Linked DNA regions of Macaca mulatta: region 1 is linked to region 2. A link is a contact called in public Hi-C data. All regions are on one chromosome and are shown on one strand. The core of a region is the stretch at or near the end of the contact, and the rest is flanking DNA. Distances in the headings are between cores, read along the strand shown. Region 1 holds the start of PGBD1 (piggyBac transposable element derived 1). Region 2 holds the start of ZKSCAN3 (zinc finger with KRAB and SCAN domains 3).

Region 1 (3,276 bases), core at 296-2,795, 70 kb after region 2:
ACTTTCAATATATCTCTGTTCCCAAGAAGACTCAAATCTTTGGCTCCAGCTTGCTTTTTGCACTCCAAACCCACATCTTGAAATGCCAGCAGCTGTGGGCTTCTCCTGCACTATAATTTCAACAGATCTCAAACTAAGATCAGAGTTCCTCAAAGCTGCATTCACTCCGTATTTCTCCATTTCTACTGGCATCACCATCATCTTCCATGCATTCAGTCTTTTAAACAGCCTCTATATACAATCAGTGAATCAAGTCAATTCTTAAAAATGCCTCTTGCAGCCATTCTTTCCTTATTATTTTACTATCATTTTCATTCACTGTCACAATAATGTTATGGTATTCCTGCCCAATTCCCCGCTTCTATGGTCACTGGATTAATATTCCCTAAAGCACAATTCTGACCATATTCAACATACCTTACACACACATAAACACATACAAAGTTTTCATTAAACTCGTTGAAGTAAACTCAAACTCTCCAGGATCTAATCTTTACTGGATTTTGCTGATTTGTTTGTCACTCAATAAACATTTGTGGAGCATCTCATTGTTTTCCAGGCATAAAGCTAACTCTGGAATAAAAGACTTAGTTCCTACTTTCAAGAAAGCCATGGTCTTCCCAAATTCCTTATCTCACTGCCATGCTAAGTACTCAATTTTTTTTTCCACCCACTCTATACAGTCAGGACCCCCCTTCTAAGGGTAAAATCCCAAGGGCCAGCGCAAATGTTCTATGTGAAACCTTCCCTGGCCACCCCTAACCCTAACATATAGACAGGAAAAGTAAGCCACACAGATAGAGATGGGTGTTCCCATGGAAAACTGCTCCCAACCTTCATCTCCTCCATCTCGTATTACAGATCACCCAGCCCATCCCCACCCGGGTTCTTGAGGACAGGAGTTTATCTCTGCATAGACTCTACAAGCCCGGCACGTACCTGGTATTCAACAAATACTGATGGACTTCTTCACGAATGCACGTAAAGCACCTGAGATGCCAGCAGCCAGCACCCTCAGGCGCACCCCAGAATGTATTTTTCTGAGATTACACCCAGCATCTAGCACCGCGCCAGGCACTGAATACCTGCGTGTCTAATTGTTGGTTAATGGACCAAAAGTTCAGGAACGCGCACAACAAAGACGTAGCCGACCTCGTGAAAGGCTCCCGAGGGAGCGCAGAGGCCCGGGGCTGCCCAGTCGAGAGCGCCGGTTTCCCCAGAGCCCAAGCCGTGCTACTGGCGGGCTGGCGGGGCTGATGGGTGTCGCCGGCGCCTCCGGCAGCTGGGCCAGCACAAAAGCTTCTCCACTCGCCGCGCCCGCAGCCGAGTGGCGGAGTCTGGCGGGTTCCTTGCCTCTCTAGGAGCACGGCCGCTCGTCTCTCTGGTGATCCGGGAGGACCCCCACTGCCACCTCCCGCCCCGCCCAGGTCGCTCTCCGCTGCCGGACCTCAGGCCCATCCGGACGGTGCAAGCACGCCCCACATTTATGTACATCATTTCAATAAAAAACCAACAGAGTGGTAAATGTCTGTCTTCGGGGTCATCACTGGTTAGGAGGCGAAACAGATCAATTAAAAGACCATTATAGTAAGCTGTACAAATTATTTTAAGTATACATAATATACGTACAATAAAAAAGTCAAGTTGCAGAAGGACCATAAAACGAAAAATGTCCCACTCTTTAGAGTTAACCATTGTATTTTGTGCATATTTATCTAGGACACTACCTGTCACACAGTAGCATGTAATAAACATTTTGTTTAGTGAATAAGCATTTATACATTTAAAAACACTTATGGTATCATAATGTAATTTTGCACCTTAGCTCTTTTCGGTTAAGACAGCTTGGAGATCTTCACAGATCAGCTTATTCTTTAACAGCTAAGTAATATTGTATGGGTGTTCCATAATTTACTTAACTATCCTATTGATGCATACTTAGGTTATATTTTTTCTTTAAAAGCCATGCTAGAGGGAACATCATTCAATACCTTTACATTCTTTTAAGAATGTATTTCTAGGATAAATGCCACATATTAGAACTGATCAGCCAAAGGACATATGCATTTAAAATGTTGATATGCAAGTTCCCTATTTGATTTTTAAGGGCACTTCTGTTTAAGAGTAAAAGGAGACTTTAGTAGAAAAATCAGTAAAGGATATGAATGTTACTATACACAAAACAAGGTAAGTGACAAATTAACATGTGAAAAGATGTTCAATAGTAAAAATATAAAACACTCTTTTAAAAACAGACCCATTATTTATTCATTTACCCACTGAGTTTTGGCAATTATGAATAAAGCTGCTATAAACATCTGTTTATAAGAAAACAAGAAAAAAGAAAAAGAAAACAAGAAAAAAATGAAAAAAATGAGCTATCGAGGCATGAAAAGACATGGAGAAAATTTTAGTGCATACTAGAAAGTGAAAGAATCCAATCTGAAAAGCTACATATTGTACGATTTCAACAACAAGTTGAGTATCCCTTATCTGAAATGCTTGGGGCCAGAAGTGTTTCCAATTTCAGATTTTGGAATATATACATACATTATGAAATATCTTAGGGATGAGGCCCAAGTCTAAACATGAAATTCATTTGTTTCATATATACCTTACTCACATAGAGCTAATTTTATACAGTTTAAATAATTCTGTACATGAAACAAAGTCTTTTTTTTGAGATTGAGTCTTGCTCTGTTGCCCAGACTGGAGTGCAGAGGCACAATTTTGACTCACCGCAATCTCCGCCTCCGGGGTTCAAGCAATTCTCGTGCCTCAGCCTCCCGAGCAGCTGGGACTACGGGTGCGTGCCACCACACCCGGCTAATTTTTATATTTTTAGCAAAGATGGGGTTTAGCCATGTTGGCCAGGCTAGTCTCAAACACCTGACCTCAGGTGAGGAGCCTTGGCCTCCCAAAGTGCTGGAATTACGGGCTTGAGCCGCTGTGCCTGGCCGAAACAGTCTTGACTGCATTTTGTCTATGACCTGTCACATGAGGTCAGGTGTGAAATTTTGCACTTGTGGCATCATATTGGTGCTGAAAAGTTTCACATTGTAATGTGTTTTGGATTTTCAGATTGGGGTACTCCACCTGTATACATGACATCCTGGAAAAGGCAACACTATAAAGACTGTAGAAAGGTCAGTGGTTGCTAGGGACTGGAGAAAGGGAGGGATGCATAATAGGTAAGACAGAGAGGATTTTTAGGGCAATGAAACTACAATGGTGGACACATTATTATGTATTTGTCCAGACCCATAAAATGTACAA
Region 2 (3,384 bases), core at 191-2,690:
GAGGAAGTCTATGGCAGGAAAACAACACTGATACATTTATATCATTTATTCCACAAACTGCATTTAGGTTTCACTACCTGGACCCTACTTGGATCTGAGCCAAATTGATCACAGTGGGAAGGCACAAGATTGGGAAATTGGTTGCAAACACAAATTATTTATCAAATCAGTAAATATACTGACGATAAGGAAAGGAAAGTTTCTCATTAACAGAAAAGAGTTACAAGTCTAGAAAAGAGAGTTAACCCTGTGGAAGTTGGGTTGAAATGAAGGGTGTTAGTAGGAAGCCAGTTTCAGGCTAGGGCGTTCCTGGAAGCTCAAAAACTGGTGCATCTCCAGCACTAAGCAGGACATCAGATTTTTGCTAAAACCAGGGGTCCTCGTCCTTTTTCACTATTAAAAACTTCTATTGTTCCTCCTACTCTCCAGCCAAGGAAAAGGTACCCCCGAATCTTAAAGCCTTTGGGAGTTTGAGTATCACAACGTACAACACAAACCAGTTTTGGTCTTTGCTTTGGGATAGGCTCTTTTTCAGAGTATCTTATTTTTCCCTCCTAAAATATAGAAATAATCCATTACAAAGTGAATTGATGAATGACACTAAAATTGAAAGCAACCGTACAAAAACCAGTAATTAAAGATAATGTGTCATCATAGTTATAAATAATAATGGTACTACTAATAAAAGCAAATCTTTAAATCATGCTTACTCTGCACCTTACACATATTAATGCATTCAATCCTCACAACCCAGTGAGTTAAGGAATATTATCCCCATTTTGCAAAATAGTAAAATGAGGCAGAGAGAGGTTAGGAACTAGTGAAAAGTCACACAGCCAGTAAGTGGCAGAGGCAGGATTCGAATCAGGTAATCTGACTCCAACGTTCTGGCTCTTGGCCAGTACCACAGAATAATTTAAAGACCTTGAAACTGACCTTGTTACCAGGCAGTGCAAAAATGTAACGGCTCCCATTTTCGAGGCTTGTCTATGTGACCCATGCATCCCGTCTCCAGATACCCTCAAGAACCGACCCAGACACTCGGTAACGGCGCTAAACAAGGGACACTCATATTGGGCTCTACGAAAGAACGCCGAGCACCACTTCGTTCAGACGCAGAGCGCCCCTCCCTCCCCCACGGCTTCTCGCAGGGGTCTCCCTCCTTGGGAGCCGAGGCTGCAGGAATTGGGGAGGGAAGGGCCTCTCTCCACAAATTCACACACACACACACACCCCTGCAAACGCACCTCTACCAGGGGACAAAAGAACTGCAGGACCGACAGGAGGAGAGCCGCGGGATGAGATTTAACCCCACAGTGGAAGGCGGACGCCCAACTGGCGTCCGCTACTCACCCCATACTCACAAAGTGCTCGAAACTAGCAAACCACCCGCAAGGCGGGGCACAGAAGCCACTTCCGGGCCTCTCTAGCCACCTCCCTGATAGACTCTGTCGTTTGCTAGCTCGACACCTCGTTTCCCCTCCCCTTTTGCTATTAAAGAGGCTTTTGATTTTTTTTATTTTTCCAGCTATAACTAAGGGAGAAAGGCAAGGTGCAGAACTCTTTCCATAATTTGCTATATTTGTGAATAGAAGAGAGTAAAAAGAATCTAAACTATGCTTGCCTGTGTGGCACAAAGAAGCTCTGGAAAAATCGGAAAATTAATAATGGTGGTTACCTATGAGAGGTGAACGGTCAGAAACTGAGTGAAAAGGGGGACAAGAGTGAGAAGGAAAGTGTTAGGGTACGTGTTTTAAATGTACTTTTATTTTTAGAGTTGATTGCATTGCCTAATTAAACTATGAATTCTAAATACATGAATTTTAAGGAGTATGCTGCGTGGTTTACATAGAAAATCCAAGATAATCTAACACTCAAATTACGATGATTAATAAGAGAGTTTAGCAAGGTGGCTGGACTTTTTAAAATTCATGTTCACAATCACATTCTTCATCAAAATTATAAAAATGTGATTTTTAAAAGACAGCTATCACAGAAGCAAAGAAACACAAAAGATACCTGAATACACAAAAGATACATTAGAAACTTTATTCATTAAGGATAAGTATGTGAAATATATACCATGTCTATATATATGAGAACTCAATATCATAAAGATATAATTCCTTCCTAAAATAATACACAAATTCAGTACAAAGCAAATCAAGATTCCAATTATGCTCGGTGGAACTTGACTAGTTGATTTTAAATTTATATGGAATAATTAAAGAGTGATGAATCCATTTTTAAAACAAATGAAGGAGCTGCAGAAACTTGCCCTATATAATTTATTATAAATTTATAGCAGCTAAGACAATATAGTATTTGCACAACTACAGACAAATAGACCAGTGAAACAGAACTGAGGACTGAGCAACAAACATGTATGTGTGGCTGCTTGATATATGACGGAAATTGCATTACAAATCGGGGAGGAAGAAAGGAGCTACTTGACAAATAGTACTGTAATATTTGGATATCTAAATGGAAAAAAAATAAAATTGGGTTTCTACTTTATATGTTGCACAAAAAATCAATTCCAGTAAGCAAACTTTCAGACTTTTAAAAGAAAATTTAGAATCATTGCTCTTTTTTCTATTCACAAGTTTGCTTCTATAGAATCATTTTTTTATGAGCTCAAGTAAAGCAAGATTTCTTTTAAACTGCACAAACATACAAGCTATAAGGAAAACAATAAATAAATTTGACCTCATTAAAAATTAAAACTATATCAAAAGATACTAGAAACTAATGGAAAAGACAGTTAAATTAAAAGGTTGGGAGAAGATATTTGCAACACATACAGTCGACAAAGGATCAGTCCACTGAATATATAATTAACATCTCCAAATGAGTGAGAGAGAAAAAGTCAACAATCATGTAGGAAAAAAAAAAAAAGGCAAAAAATATGCACAGGCAATTCCCAGAGAGGAATCTTGAATGACCAATAAACATAAGCATATATAGTTAATCATTAGCAATTAAATAAAGGCAAATTGTAAATCATTTTATACCAACACTGACAAGAATGTGAAAATTTTGAGACTCTCATACATAGTTGCTGGGACTATAAATTGGTACACTCATCTAAAGAAGCAATTTTGAATTATATAGTAAAGTTGAAATATATGGTAAACCTAAAAATGATACACACATTGGCCCAGCAGCTTCAAAGGACTTACCCTGTAGGAGCTCTTGTACATAAACAAAAATGTTAATTGACTAGTCTAGGCCAGACATAGTTTCAGATGCTCAGGATATAACAAGGGCAATAAAAGGTAAAGACCCCTGTTCTCATACAGCTAATGTTCCAAGGGAGACTGAATCAAAAATAAATAAATAAATAAAATAAACAAAAACAAAGAAAAGAATTAAGCAGAATAA

Evidence for each region. Hi-C and Micro-C count contacts between places; a contact is called where the count stands out from the background.
Region 1: a Hi-C map of fetal cortex germinal zone shows a contact between it and region 2, with 1.9 times the contacts expected there. The contact joins the promoter of PGBD1 here to the promoter of ZKSCAN3 in region 2. A contact is called at or near these places in 2 of 14 Hi-C or Micro-C datasets (fetal cortex germinal zone and fetal cortical plate).

What each region holds. Positions count from the first base shown.
Region 1 is chr4:155,063,985-155,067,260 of T2T-MMU8v2.0, forward strand. PGBD1 (piggyBac transposable element derived 1) reads right to left here and starts at 1,546. Exons shown (of 7, transcript XM_001099547.5): 1 at 940-1,546.
Region 2 is chr4:154,993,974-154,997,357 of T2T-MMU8v2.0, forward strand. It overlaps ZKSCAN3 (zinc finger with KRAB and SCAN domains 3), which reads right to left and starts at 1,441. Exons shown (of 7, transcript XM_028847752.2): 1 at 1,354-1,441. All of the region lies in intron 1 of ZSCAN31 (zinc finger and SCAN domain containing 31), which reads left to right.